3 separate regions of the Sus scrofa genome follow, and regions 2 and 3 are each linked to region 1. A link is a contact called in public Hi-C and promoter capture Hi-C data. All regions are on one chromosome and are shown on one strand. The core of a region is the stretch at or near the end of the contact, and the rest is flanking DNA. Distances in the headings are between cores, read along the strand shown.

What was found. Promoter capture Hi-C pulls out the DNA fragments that hold promoters and counts their contacts. A called contact is a pair of places that touch in the nucleus more often than the background predicts.
Region 2: a contact with region 1 is called in a promoter capture Hi-C map of skeletal muscle, with 7 times the contacts expected there. The contact joins the promoter of CHRNA1 here to the promoter of CHN1 in region 1. A contact is called at or near these places in 4 of 5 promoter capture datasets (fetal liver, fetal skeletal muscle, liver and 1 more), 9 of 47 Hi-C or Micro-C datasets (alveolar macrophages, epiblast stem cells, fetal liver and 6 more) and 2 of 2 datasets of contacts at active chromatin or transcription factors (alveolar macrophages and skeletal muscle).
Region 3: a contact with region 1 is called in a Hi-C map of epiblast stem cells, with 1.6 times the contacts expected there. The contact joins the promoter of ATF2 here to the promoter of CHN1 in region 1. A contact is called at or near these places in 3 of 47 Hi-C or Micro-C datasets (embryonic fibroblasts, epiblast stem cells and heart right ventricle).

The regions. Positions count from the first base shown.
Region 1 is chr15:80,925,411-80,929,917 of Sscrofa11.1, forward strand. It overlaps CHN1 (N-chimaerin), which reads right to left and starts at 2,336. Exons shown (of 14, transcript XM_021076315.1): 1 at 2,130-2,336; 2 at 1,804-1,999. The coding sequence starts at 1,822.
Region 2 is chr15:80,689,803-80,694,309 of Sscrofa11.1, forward strand. CHRNA1 (acetylcholine receptor subunit alpha) reads right to left here and starts at 2,454. Exons shown (of 9, transcript XM_021075437.1): 1 at 2,320-2,454. The coding sequence starts at 2,362.
Region 3 is chr15:81,074,075-81,078,581 of Sscrofa11.1, forward strand. ATF2 (cyclic AMP-dependent transcription factor ATF-2) reads right to left here and starts at 2,499. Exons shown (of 14, transcript XM_021075925.1): 1 at 2,305-2,499.

The DNA.
Region 1 (4,507 bases), core at 1,086-3,585:
ACTTTGCTCTACAACAAAGAAATGTTCTTAAAAACTAACCAGATTGGATGTTGTAAACTAAACTCCATTTTCCCACAAGACTGCTTTAAAATTTTAAAGATACTTCTAGAGGTCCAATTCCATGCTCTTCCTTTCCTCACCCACACCTCAGTAAAGGTTTAATAACAGGAATCCATTTAAAAGGGCCTTATCACATACTCCACTTCTCCCCAATTTATCTGTTTTATTCCTTGAGAACGTCAGTCTTTGGAAAGTCGTTGATGTGTACAACTTACCTTTGAAAACAAACCTTGAAAATTCAGGCTATATCTTTAGAAAGGAAAATGAATTTAATCAGAAATAGCTGTAAAGAGAATTCACTTCAGTAGATCTGACTGCTATGCATTAGCTACAACAATGTATAAACATTTCTGCAAAAGAAATATCAACTATGAGAAAAACCTTCCATCATTTAAAACTTGTGTACCAAAAAAAAGGAAATGCTTCTACTAAGTAATGCAGATTTGATTCAAGGCATTGGAAATCAAGAAATTATTATTTCTTTGAGAGAAAGAAGAATGATTTAAAAAAAAAAAAAAAAAAAGCACTTATGGAGAACCAACACCAAATAAGACATGTCATTTCTAGTACTGTGAGTATTTGGGTTAAGTAAACATGCCCCAGACTGAAGACTGGCATATTATGTTCCAGGCTCAGTTTTACCACAAAAGGGCCATGTGACCTTGGGAAATAACCTCTCTGGGTCTACATTTAATTTGTAAAATAAGATGGTTAAAGGAAAGTAACTCTTTGATTCCAGCAATTTAATTCACTCTGAAGTATTTACATCAAAAAGCACTGTGGTATGTGATGCCTGTAACGTGCTTGATCAAGTGACATTATTAAAATGTAACTGGAAACTTGATATTTTGAGTAACTTACTAAAACTGTCCTTGTAGCTATCAGGTACATATCAGTGTACTTTTCTTCTTTGAAAAACTGATACTTTTAACATCTAAATTTCCCCCTATTTAGTTTTCTTAAAGCAAGGTACACATGTATCATGGTCTGTTTATGTAAAAGAAAATGAAGTATTTTTTCAGTTCTTCTTTCCAACCTATTGTCACTACAAACTCTGGGGGGGGGGAATAAAAACACTTTAAGTCAACCACTGAAACAATGGTGTTACTGTAATTACATTACAGAAGTAAGATTTCTTTCCTAAAATATTCCAAGATATTCTCCTGAAATTACTTATTTTCAGTACGAACTTTCTTCCGTCTGCTCATATTTGTAAGAGCTAACGTTTTCAATTCTAACAAATATTAATGTAAGTGCACCACTTATTCTTGTTTCTAATGGAATATACCGACTCCAAAAAAATCCCCCCAAACCCAACAGGAATCAATACATGCATTTGGCAATTCCACGGGGGGCTGGGATACACAGACATCTTGTTCAAAATAAATAAACTTTCCACGATCTTTATTTACCGACTTGAGAAACACAGGTTTGGAAACATCCAGCTAACTTCGCTCCCAAGTTGGCATCTTCGAGAATCCTCGGTTTACAAAATACCCAGGACCAAAGAGCCTCCCAGCCCAGAATTGGCCAGGGGAGCACACGCCCATCGGCCCTGCCTGGAGAGGAAACAATGGGAGAGGAGCAAGGGAACGAGCCCGGCGCCCGGGGCGCCCCAACTCCGCTGCCCCGGCCGGCAGCCGACACTGCGCACGGCGTCCCCACACCAGGCGCCCCGGCTCCCGCCCCCCAGCCCCAGGGCGCGGCCCACCTGCGGCGGCGTGGGCAAAGGGCTCCACTTACCAAACAGGGTCAGGGCCATTGTAAAGGCGCTTGCCAACTGCTCGCCGCCGCCCGCTGGTCCACGCGCTCCTCCCAGGCCGGCCGGAGATCACCGCATCTGCCCGACACGCTCACACCTCGGAGGGAGCGGGAGTCGGAGGGGCGTGGTGGGGGCGCGGGCGCGCTGGGAGCCTGCAGGCCGGGGGGCAGGGGGCCGCTGCAAGAAAAAGTTATTTACGCGTTATTGTCAGACGCACCCGGACAAGGGGGGACCCGCTAGCCCTCGGCGAGCCGGCACTTGTCACTGCCATCTGTGCACTACGCGAAGCGCGCGCGGGCGCGGGTACCTGCGAGGCGGGAAGGCTTCGCCGCGGTGCAATGGCAGGCGGAGAGGCGGCGCCGCAGTGGCGGCGGCGGCGGCGGCGGCAAGAGGAGCAGCCTCGCAGAGCCCCCGGCGGGGCGCGCTCACTCCGCATCCCGCGGCCTCGCAGACGCCATCTTGCGATAGCGTCTCCCGCTGGATCTGCCGCCGCGCCTCCTCCCGCCTCCCCCTCGAGCGGCGGAGCCCCGTGCGTCCCATGGCAACGGGCGCGCGCGGCGGCCGGGGCCGCGCGCCCCTCCTGCCCCAGGCAGCCCAGGAGGCGGCCTCCTGGAGCGCGGCGGGGCGGGGGTGGTGAGCGATTTAACTGAAATCCTAGGGTGTTTTTCCTTGAGTGGGATTTGTGGAGGCGCTGAGAGGAAAAGAACTGAGCTGTTACTCGAAAGAGGAAGAGTCTCTGGAGGATGCTCTTTGAATGCAAAGACCCAGCCAGGGTCATCTAGGGATTGGGTTCGTTTGAGGATATATCTCTCCCCTGGCGCCTCCTGGGTTAACGGAGTCTGGAGCCCTTGACTAGAAGCTACTGGGCTCTGGGAAGGGAGCCTGGAGTTGAGCAGAGGCACTGAATGTTGCTTTCCTCTCCCTTTGGACTTAGGAGCCATCAGGAGTAGTTCTGGTCAGACTGTCATATGTGAGGAAACAGGAGTTGGTTAAAAAGCTTCTGGGAATATCTAAAGTAATTTGTTACAAGGCCAATGCTTAAACTTAATTTTCTGTTTTTTTACTTTGCACCTCTTTGATATTGTCTTAGGGGAATATAATCAGCATCTCTCACCGACCGGCATGTCTCCTTGACCACAAAAGATTGGTCCCCTGAGCTTTTTGCATTTATCTGATAATCACTGGCAACATTCTTTTTTCTGTGATGTTCTCTGATCGCCTCTGTCTTTGCCTTAATTAAAGAGAAGCCATATAACGCCTTGAGGTTATCAGCAAAAGATGTTCTTGAAAAGCTCGGTTTTGATGGGTTTTGGTCGTTTTCATTTAATGTATTCAAAAAATAAGTATTCTCTAGTTGCTATATTTTTCACTAAAAAAAAAATCCTCCTCCTTTTTTGTTTCTCTGCTTAGGGATTTGATACTATTTTGGTGTCTAATCATGTAGATTTTTTGGTTCTCATTTCTTCCTGGAAGCGTCTTTCCTCTTTCAGTTGCTCAGATTCCCTAAGGTCATTTTCCTCTTCTTTCTACTTTTAAGCTAATTCTTTTAAGAATATTATATAAATATCTTCCATTTAATTTATCTTGAGGATCAAAATCGTTATAAAAATGAAAATTACTACTTCACATAGAGCCACAGTTAATTTCATCATCATTTCACAGCAGACTCAGATCAGAAAAAAAAGAAAAGCAGGTTGGAAGGAGGAGCCAGCCTTTTGTTTCATGTCGGTTAACTCAAGAAAAAAGAAATAGTAAAATAATTCAACATCATTGGGCAAATAGTTAAGATGCTATATGCTTGAAATTTTCTCATGTTGGAAAATGGCTCTCCTTTAGCCACTAATATCAAAATAAATCTGGCAATCCCCAGAATTTTAAATCTTTAATGACAAGGACTCAATTTTGAACAGGCTTTCTGCTCATGAGAAATTACAAACACACAGCTCATGAAGATAAATGAGGAACTCAAGAAAGCTTTCTGGGGCAGATTTTATACCTGTGTAAAGATTGCTGCTAAAATGCTCATAACCAGATAAAGCAGAAACTAAGGACACCATTTATCTCTCAGTCAGAGGTCACCTAATTTCCCTTTGAGGTGCTAATGAAAATACCGTCTCTCTTCCTGAAAAAAAATGTTTATGTACATCCATCACGCACCAAAATTTTTTCACACAATTTTAGAGGGATTACAGATTTTTCCGGGACCTTAGGTTAGCCTCTTTTGTACTCTGTGAAAATTTTTGCCTGTATAATTAAATTTTTTTTAATCCTGCTTTCACATGGAAGCACAGAATTTTGAACAGAAAGGAACCCAAATTCCCCAATATACAGACAAGGAATCTGAGGGTGCAGGGTTCAAAAGAGTTCCCCAAATATATATACCTATATAGTGGCAGAACTAATAGGAAATCTTGGGCATCTGGTGTTCTCCCTGACCACCTCCCCCACCTCCATCCCCCACCAATTTAAAGCCTACATGGTTTGAATTTTAAAAGAAAAATCTGTTTAGTATTAGAAGCATGGTTGCAAGGGCAGTGGGTGGGGGGATGTTGTCCTCAGCCATTTTACATGTTTGTGTCTTCTTAGAGTTTGAGAAGTTGAATTTTGTCCAAAAGAATTTTTCTTCATATGCTCTTCTACTCAGAATGATGTGTCCAATCAGACTAAGGGAATAAAAGTGCTTTT
Region 2 (4,507 bases), core at 1,204-3,703, 240 kb before region 1:
AACCACAAGTCTGTTCTCCAAGTGCATGAGTCAGTTTCTTTTTTTGTAGAAAGGTTCATTTGTGCCACGTATTAGATTCCAGATATAAATGATATCATATGGTATTTGTCTTTCTTCTTCTGACTTACTTCACTTAGTATGAGAGTCTCTAGTTCCATCCATGTTGCTGCAAATGGCATTATTTTTTCTTTTTAACGGCTGAATAGTATTCCATCATGTGTATAGGTATCCTTTCCTTTTTTCCTCCCCAAAGCCAGGTAGAGTGGTCAAAAACTTATAGGACTTGAAGTCAGAATTCTAGGATTTTGTTCCCAACTCTAATATGGTCTGCAGAGTTGGACCAGTTCTTCATGGATTCAATAAATCACAGAAAATACTTTTTTAAAAGGCAGGATATAAATTAACAACCATATAGACAAAAACATAAACAATGTCAAAGTCTCCCTTTTCAGCAAAATCATGTTGGTTATCCTTATTCAGATGGTGATAACTCACTCACATAGTTGCTGAACATTGGCTGTGTGCAAAGTTTGTTTTAAGAACAAAGTTTCTTTAAGGTTTTCAAATGTGAATCTGACACAAATCCTGTCCTTCTACCCTCATGGACATTGACACTTGTCATTTATGTACATAGCTGTGAACGAGTTGGAAAGTAACATGCCACAAGAAAGGTGGCAATGAAGTGCTTGGGATTTCTGAGCTGGAAGAGAGAGGCAGGTTGCAATGAAAGTGCTATGGCAATAGGACAGGGATCTTTATGTGTTAAGCTAACATTCCCTGATGCGAATGAGAATTTTGCCCACAAAGGACTGATTCCAAGTAGGGGAACCCAGCCACAATTTCAAAGTGTTCTTTTGTACCATAATGGTTCAGTCTGAATTTTTATGCAGGGAACAGCCTCCTGATTGGGCAAAAGGACTTCTGTCCTGTTAACAGTCACCTTGGGTAATTCTTATCTCAATCTTGCTACCTTTGCAATTTCGGGCTGTGTTTTCTGACTGTGCATATCACAAATGGAGTCTGATCACATTCCAAAGTCTATAAATTAAGTGACTTCAGGCAGGGCAGTTCATGTCTTTAGGTTCTATTTCCTTATAGTAAATAACTAAAGATATTGGATTGCTTCACTCGCTCAAAACTTCTGTGAACCATCTATATGAAAAGACACCAGAGAACCCTAGGCTTTATCTAAATACATATCACATACTGTAAAAATATCTAAACATGCATTTTTGGAGGTCTTTGGTGTCCTAAGAGATCTCTTAAGGATTTTTACATGTAAATATATCACTCAAGAATATCTATTGAGTGTACTGTTTATGAACACAACACACACACACTCACACATACACTCACATACCCTACACACACCCTCATCACCACCAGGCCAGTGTCAGTTGGATCCAGTCCAAATCCCACAGGATATAATTTATCAGAGTTTAGGCTATTCCCCTCAACTCTGTTATTGAAAAAACATTAATAATAAAGCTCATCACTGCTTTCGCCCGGAAGACCTGTGTTTGTCAGAGCAATATTAGAGAAGAGAAATCCACAGAACATCAGCCGCCTTGTTTCTCAGTTGTGCTGATATCACCAGTAAACTTTTACATGAAGCAATCTATCTATTTCCCCTTACCGGAAGTTTGGGATTCAGGCTAGGGTTTCAGCTGCTGTGTTGTGACACATTTCAGAGTTGAATGCAGGTCAAGGGCTGTGTAAGTTTTTATGGTTTCAATCCAAAGCCAAACCTACACACAGTCATGTCCTTTTTTTAAAAAAAAAAAAAAAAAGTAGGCAGGAATGCATTCCTATGGACTTTTTAACTTCAGAAAAGAAAATATTTCAGCTCTCATGGAGAGCGTTTAGTTACAGTCATGAATAGGTTTCTCCCTCCGGCATGTGGAGCTGTCAATCAATTGACTTCATTTTCAAAATTCTCCTAGAGCCATAAAAGGATTTCTGAACCATTTTGCTTGTGATTGTAAGTTGCCTTTCTAAGTCTTTATAATTGGTCAAACACGACCACAGCTCCTGCTGAATCTAATGATATGAGTGACTTGGATGCCGGTCTGATGAAGGGAGAGACTTGCATGTCTACATTGTAGCTCTTGACCAGGCAGCTCCAAATTTGACCAAATAACCCCAACTAAAAACCTTTATCCACAAACCCAGTCAAACCAACATCGGTGAGAAACTGACAGAGCCACCTCAGGCTGGGGAAGCCCTGCAATTTTGTGTTCCCATCAAAGATGCAAGACTCTGGTTTGGGGGCTTCTAGTGCTTTAGCCTCAAAGGAGCGCCCCCAGCCCTGGCCCTTACCTGAGCAGAGGCTGAGGAGCAGGAGGAGTGCCGGGGGCTCCATGAGCTGGTGGCGAAGTGGTGGCCTGTGCTGCTCGCTGACACTCTGGCCGGACACTTGGCTGCTGGAGGGTTTGGAAAGTGAGTTGGCTCAGCCGAGCTATTGTTTTACACCACCTGTTTGTAGCTGTGACAGCTGGACTGCCCGGAGCCCTGGAGCCAGGGGCTGAGGTCCTTACATTACCACAGGGTGTTCCCTTCACATAACTGCTGTACCTTTGACAAGTTGAGTGTGAACTGCACTGTGTTTTAAAAGCACCATGAATCCAGTCTTGATTTAAAGTAAAACCAAATTTTTTTTTTTTTTTTGTCTTTTAGGGCCACACTGGCGGCACATGGGAGTTTCCAGGCTAGAGAATGAATGAGGACCTGTAATTGCCAGCCTATGCCACAGCCACAGCAATGCTGGATCCTTAACCCACCGATCAAGGCCAGGGATCGAACCCACAACCTCATGATTCCTAGTTGGATTTGTTAACCACTGTGCCACAACAGGAACTCCAAGAATGAATTATTTTGAATGGTGAGCAACCCCCTCCCTTTTGTGTAAAGCAGAACCTCATCTGTGTGGATTAGTCAGGGTCACTCAGTCTGAGTGGATCATCAGCTGTGTGTGTGAGACACTGGTCATCCTAAAGCACAAAAGTCCACATTCTACAAAAAGGAAAATTTACTCACTTTGCTTCCCCCTTGGCTGAGAAATGCCTGGGGTTTTTGTAACAGAATGAATGGCTTTGAGAAGAGTGTAGTTGGTGCTGAAAGGGCTGCTGGAGAGAATTCCATGTCTGATCGGGTTTGGTTTTAAACCACGGCAGCTTCTTCCATAAAACTGGTTTTATGGTGGCCCCTGGAGTGGCTGTTCCAACCCTCATCTCTGTATTGGCAATACCTATCCCATGGTGCCCCATTAGCTGCAGCAAACAGCCCACCTCCCACGTCCTGTTATTCAAGTGAAAAGTAATTAATGGGAAAAGTGTCCCAGCGCATAAGCGCTGTTCCAGGCTCCTACTTCCTTCCATTGCTCCTCTGCCTACTCTCACTCAGGGAAGCAGGGAACGGGGGGTTCAGCTTTTCAGTTGCTTTGTCTAAAAAAGTCCCCAATGCCAGCAGTTAGTAATTGCTCAGCCTGAGAAGTATTTTTCACCAAAACAGGGAAAAGAGCAGTTATTTAAAGACACCCAGCCTGTTCCTTCCTCACTTCCTTCTCAGCCTGAATCAAAGGAGGAAGGTCCCTCACTGCAAGCCCGAGAACGGCGTCCTGGCCAATTCCCTTATTCCTGTGAGTCCAAGAAACAATTAGGGAGAGGGCTTGGAGTGTGGTGGAGAGAGATGGAGTCTGCATGATTTATACACTTTTTGCTTTAAATTCTGGGAGATCCCTAACTGTCTATGGGGGAAAAAAAGGTTTTCTCCCTTCTTGGCATAGCACTGTGAGTGCAAAGGCAGGAATACCTCCTGCCACCTTGCCCCTTATATCTAGATGGAGCCATGGATCAAGTTCTAGAAAATGAAATGTAAGGGAAATTTTATGAGCCCATTCTCCCATTGCAGCCTCATCTCTGACTGACTGGGCTGCGTGGACATGACTCTTAGGGTGACCTTGGAAACCACATGTGGTAGGGGGCTTTCCTTTGGACATCCTGAACTTTTTTTTTGTAATATTACTCAATGAATTGATTATATTTATAGTTGTACAAGGATCATCACAACCCAATTTTATAGCATTTCCATCTCAAACCCCCAGTGCATCCCCTCCACCCCCCAACCTCTCTCCTTTGGAAACCAAAGTTTTTCAAAGTCTGTGAGTCAGTATGTGTTCTGCAGAGAAGTTCATTGTGGACATTCTGAATTCTTGAATGACTTGAGGGAGGAGGGCACCCCACTGGCATGGTCATCACCCAGATTTTATGAGCGAGAACAACACTTTTACTGTGTCAAGCCATTGAAATCCTTGGGCCTATTTGTACAGCAGCTAGTGTTATCGTTATTCATACAAAATTTACTCCCTTGCACTGGGGATCCTGAAATATGTAGCACAGTGGAGGAAGGGCAATAAAATTGCTATTGGAGACTGAAAAGATGAAGATAATATCAAATTACTTAATAAAAGCATTGTCCTTGATTACTTCATGAGCAAAGTATCTAACAA
Region 3 (4,507 bases), core at 1,249-3,748, 150 kb after region 1:
GTAGAAAAACTTTATAGATGATTTCTTCAGAGTTAATGTTAATTACAGGGAGTAGAAGTTTGATGTAAAGCATATCTTTTTAAAATGATATTCATATAGGAGTTCCCGTCGTGGCACAGTGGTTTACGAATCCGACTAGGAACCATGAGGTTTCGGGTTCGGTTCCTGCCCTTGCTCAGTGGGTTAACGATCTGGCGTTGTTGTGAGCTGTGTGTGGTGTAGGTTGCAGATGTGGCTTGGATCCTGCGTTGCTGTGGCTCTGGCATAGGCCAGCGGCTTCAGCTCCGATTAGACCCCGAGCCTGGGAACCTCCATGTGCCGGGGGAGCGGTCCTAGCAAAGGCAAAAAGACAAAAAAAAAAAATGATATTCATATAGTCTCTAAATCCTGAATACCAATAAAAAGCACCACTTCAAATTATTTCTTAAAGAGCTGACAATCACTTCTGTTAATCTCAGTTTAAAAATATGAAACATATACTCTAAGTAAAAAAGTAAATGCAGGAATTTCTGGATTGCACATTTAATAAATATAGTGCCCCAAATACTAAATAAACATTCTAATAAGGTATTTCAAAAAACAAATTCCAGAAAATACAATCAAATCTACAGAAGGCATGTATCTTACAACACACAAAAGTCCCTGAAAGCCCCTTCCTTACTGACAACTAAAAACCAAACACCTGTGTTCTAAACTACCACTCTATTACACTTTAAATAACTAAAACTTAATGGCAGTAGCATTCTCTCAAAACAAGATTAAACATGTTTCTTAGGAAAGCAGCACACACTGCATTTGGAATATTCATACAAATTATTTTACAAAGATTAGAATTAAATTATTAATGACCTTAAAGATCCATGAACGTAATTGCTTCGTGATCTGAAGAAGGGCATCTCTATTTTTGAACATACTGTACAATGATGTTCCTGTAGTTTTGAAAACAGTGCTTACAGCGGATTCTTCAAGTCAGTGTAATAAATTTAAATTCAATTACAAAATATAATTGCTATTGTATTTGTCTTCCAGGGCACTTAACCCTGTAGGGATGACTTTTTAACAAGCTTCTCACCTTCATAGTTTTGGATATAGGCTTTAAGATTGTGCCTAGAAAGGTGATTACTGACAATGGTTATAGATTTCTTCACATAGGACAAAAAGTGTGCCCAAAGGAACCGGTTTTTCCTGATTTCAAACATATACATTAAATTTATTTACTGTTGCCGTCTCCAAAACTTAAAATTCCTAAGAATCTGTAACTTTTCACATAATAATTAAGGGATTAGTCACAGGCCTAAGGTTCCTCAGGAGTAATCCCTTTTACTCCACCATATTCACAGTACTTTTGCTCCTGTCCTGACCAGTTTTAAAACTTTTCATTAAGCAAAGACAATTTTATGCTACCTAAGGGAACAAAAATAGTTCCCAGCCCCTCCGCCTTCTCCCTCCTCCTAGCGTCAGTTCAACCAGCGAACACAGAAAACGCACACACACGCGCACACACACACACACACTCGGGCCCGGTCCCTAGGGCATCAATAAAAAGCACAGGTTATTCCCCTACAGAAGCTCTGCAGTCTACCCAGTAAGGTTAAAAAAAAAAAAAATGGGGGAAAATACCAGAATCAATCTGCACCCGCACCTCAGCCCCGCCCCATTGGGAAAATGCAGGGGGTGGCGAGAGTATGAAGGGGCAGAAAGGACAGAAAAGGCAGATACTTCCAGCTCCAGGTTCTTACACCATTTGTTCCACCAGCTTCCACCACAGCCAGAGACCCTGACCCTGTTTTCAGCCGCGCCTCATGATCCTGCCCCCCGCCACCACCATCACATACAGTCCCCAAACCACTGAGTGGGGAGCCCAGAGCCAGCCCTCTTCCTGTTCAATCTAAGGACTGAAGCGGGGGGTCTCCCTGCATCCTCGGCGAATCCGACGTGTGCCCCGGGACCTCTGAACTGACCAAAGAAGGGGAAGCTATATCAGGGGGAGGGGTCTAAGAGGAGCCGTTATTCTTTTCCTCTTCGTTAGGAAAGCGCGCGAGCAGGGAGGGGCCGGAACAACAAATGCCAGTTACCTAACGGTCCAGCCTGGCCGGTCCGGCTCGCGAAGCGGACGCCGCGCGGTCCGCTGAGGTGGCAGCACAGCCACAGCCGCCCCGCGGGCTAGGCACCGAGTCAGGAGCGCCCGAGGTGATGGGAAGCGGGGGGTGGGGACTATGGTGAGCGACGTCGCCATATTAGTGCCTTCTTTCTCCGTATCCCTACAGTCTGCAGTCCTGCAGCCCTCTCCCCATCACCACTCACCTTTCCAAGTCACTAGTTCATGCTTCTTTCAGTGGCTGAGAATACCCGAGCTCAGCGGTGTTTACCAACCACCCCAGGAGGAAAGGGCTGAACCACACTTTAAAGGCCACGGGCTCCCACAGGCTTCCGTCCTCTCTCGCGAGATCGGACTGACAACCCTTCTCTCCGCCCCACTCCCGGCATCCCTCCTTTCTTCTCATGCCCCTCCCCTCCACGCACACGCCCCTTCTTGCTTTCCTTCAGACCAAGCGCCTCCGGGTCAGGTGGTTCCGTGAGGCGTAGGAAAAGGGGCGGGACTGCAGGAGGGCCGGGGTGAAGGGGGCGGGAGCCAAAGACTACTCGACCGCTGGCTATTGGATAAAGAGCCAGATGGGCGGGAAGCAATTCTGGACGGGGCGGGACCAGTCGAAAGAGTGTTGTCTCGGTAACCCAGGAGCTGCAGAAGGGTGATTGGCAGCTGGCTGGAGGCGGGCGCGAGACTGGGGCGCTCAGCAGGTGGCTGCTTGAGGTGGCTAGAGGAGGTTGTTGATGTGCAGGGAGGAAAGGTGAACTCTGGAAAGGCTGCAAGTAGCGGGAGAGAAAGCAGAAGAAGTCATATCCGGGAGCCTGGTATTTCCGTTGCTGTCATTTCCCGACCCTCGGGAGGAAAAAGAGTAAAGCGTAGGGAGGCGTGCACCGAAACCCACCTTCGGGCTACCGTGAAGCCTGTGGGGAGGGGGCGGAGGCAGGGGCGGGGTTCGGTTAAATTGAAGTTTAGAAGAGGCGAAGTTTGCTGGAAATTACCCCCGAGCCCCCATACACGCCTAAGGCGCGAAAGCAAAATGTCAGTTCTGAAAATAAACGAAAAAGCCTTTACTATGAACGGCTTTTGTTCGAATTTACTAAGTTGTAGCTGAAACTGATTGCTCCGGCTCAAAGCGCCCAGCACCGGTGTATGATATTGGCATACAAATATATTCTAAGTAACTTACTAAAAGGAAATATTGTGGCCTTCTACCATGTCTCCATAACTTAAAACAATGGAAGGACTTGTTAATAAGAAAAAATCCTCCATGTTATGGTGTACCTTGTTTTATCAGTTTACTTACTATAGATAAAAATAGATCAATTTTAGTAGCGATAATTTCAAACCTTTAAAACCTCAAAACTCCGTATTAATATTTTAGAGAGGACCAAATGACACCAAATTAGAATATGGCTTAGAAATTGCACTCTTCCACAAATATTAATGCTACCGCTTAGTAGGTTGATGCAATGCCAAGGAAACAGCTGTCAGGCTCTGAAAGTACCTGTTTAAAAAGAAGGGGGGAAGAGCTCCCACCATGGCTCAGCGGTGAGGAGCCCAACTAGTATCCATGAGGACACGGTTCAGTCCCTGGCTTCGCTCAGTGGGTTAAGGATCCCTCCTTGCCATGAGCTGTGTCAGCCACTGATGTGGCTTGGATCCCGTGCAGCTGTGGATGTGGCGTAAGTCATCAGCTGCAGCTTCAATTCAACCAGTAGCCTGCGAATCTCCATATGCCATGGGTGAGGCCCTAAAAAGATAAAAAGCCGGGCGGGGGGGGGGAATCTTTTGATTAACATAAAAGACAAAAGGGACAATGTTTATTGCTCTGCAGTTGACACAGATACACTCCTAAAAACACAAATATTGATTGTTCAATAAATACACACTGGCACTGTTGAAAAGTATGATGGGGCTCCTACAAAAAGTTGCATTATTTTTTAAAAGTGTGTTTTTTTCAATGTTTTGTTTTCCATCTATTAAGTGATGATTTCTAGTCTATAACAAAATTATGAATTAAATTTACACATGAACATAAAATATAATCTCAGAGAGTTCCCTTGTGGCACAGTGGGTTAAGGCTGAGAAGTTTACGTATGAACATAAAATGCGATCTTAGGGAGTTCCCTTGTGGCACAGAGGGCTAAGAGATCCTTGTCAGTGCAGCACCTTGGGTAGGCACAGGTTCATCCCTGGAGTGGGAACTTCCACATGCCACAAGTGCAGAAAAAAAAAAAAACAAAAAAACCCCCAAAACCTCAAACATTATCTCCAAACTCAAGTGAAACTGAAATTGTTGGAAGATTGTGGGGCATAGTATTCGAGAGTTAATGAACCTGCAGTTCAATAATGATATCTGGCATAAGAGTGAAATTGTAATGGCACTGGACTTTTTATCAGGTCTGGCCTGTATACATG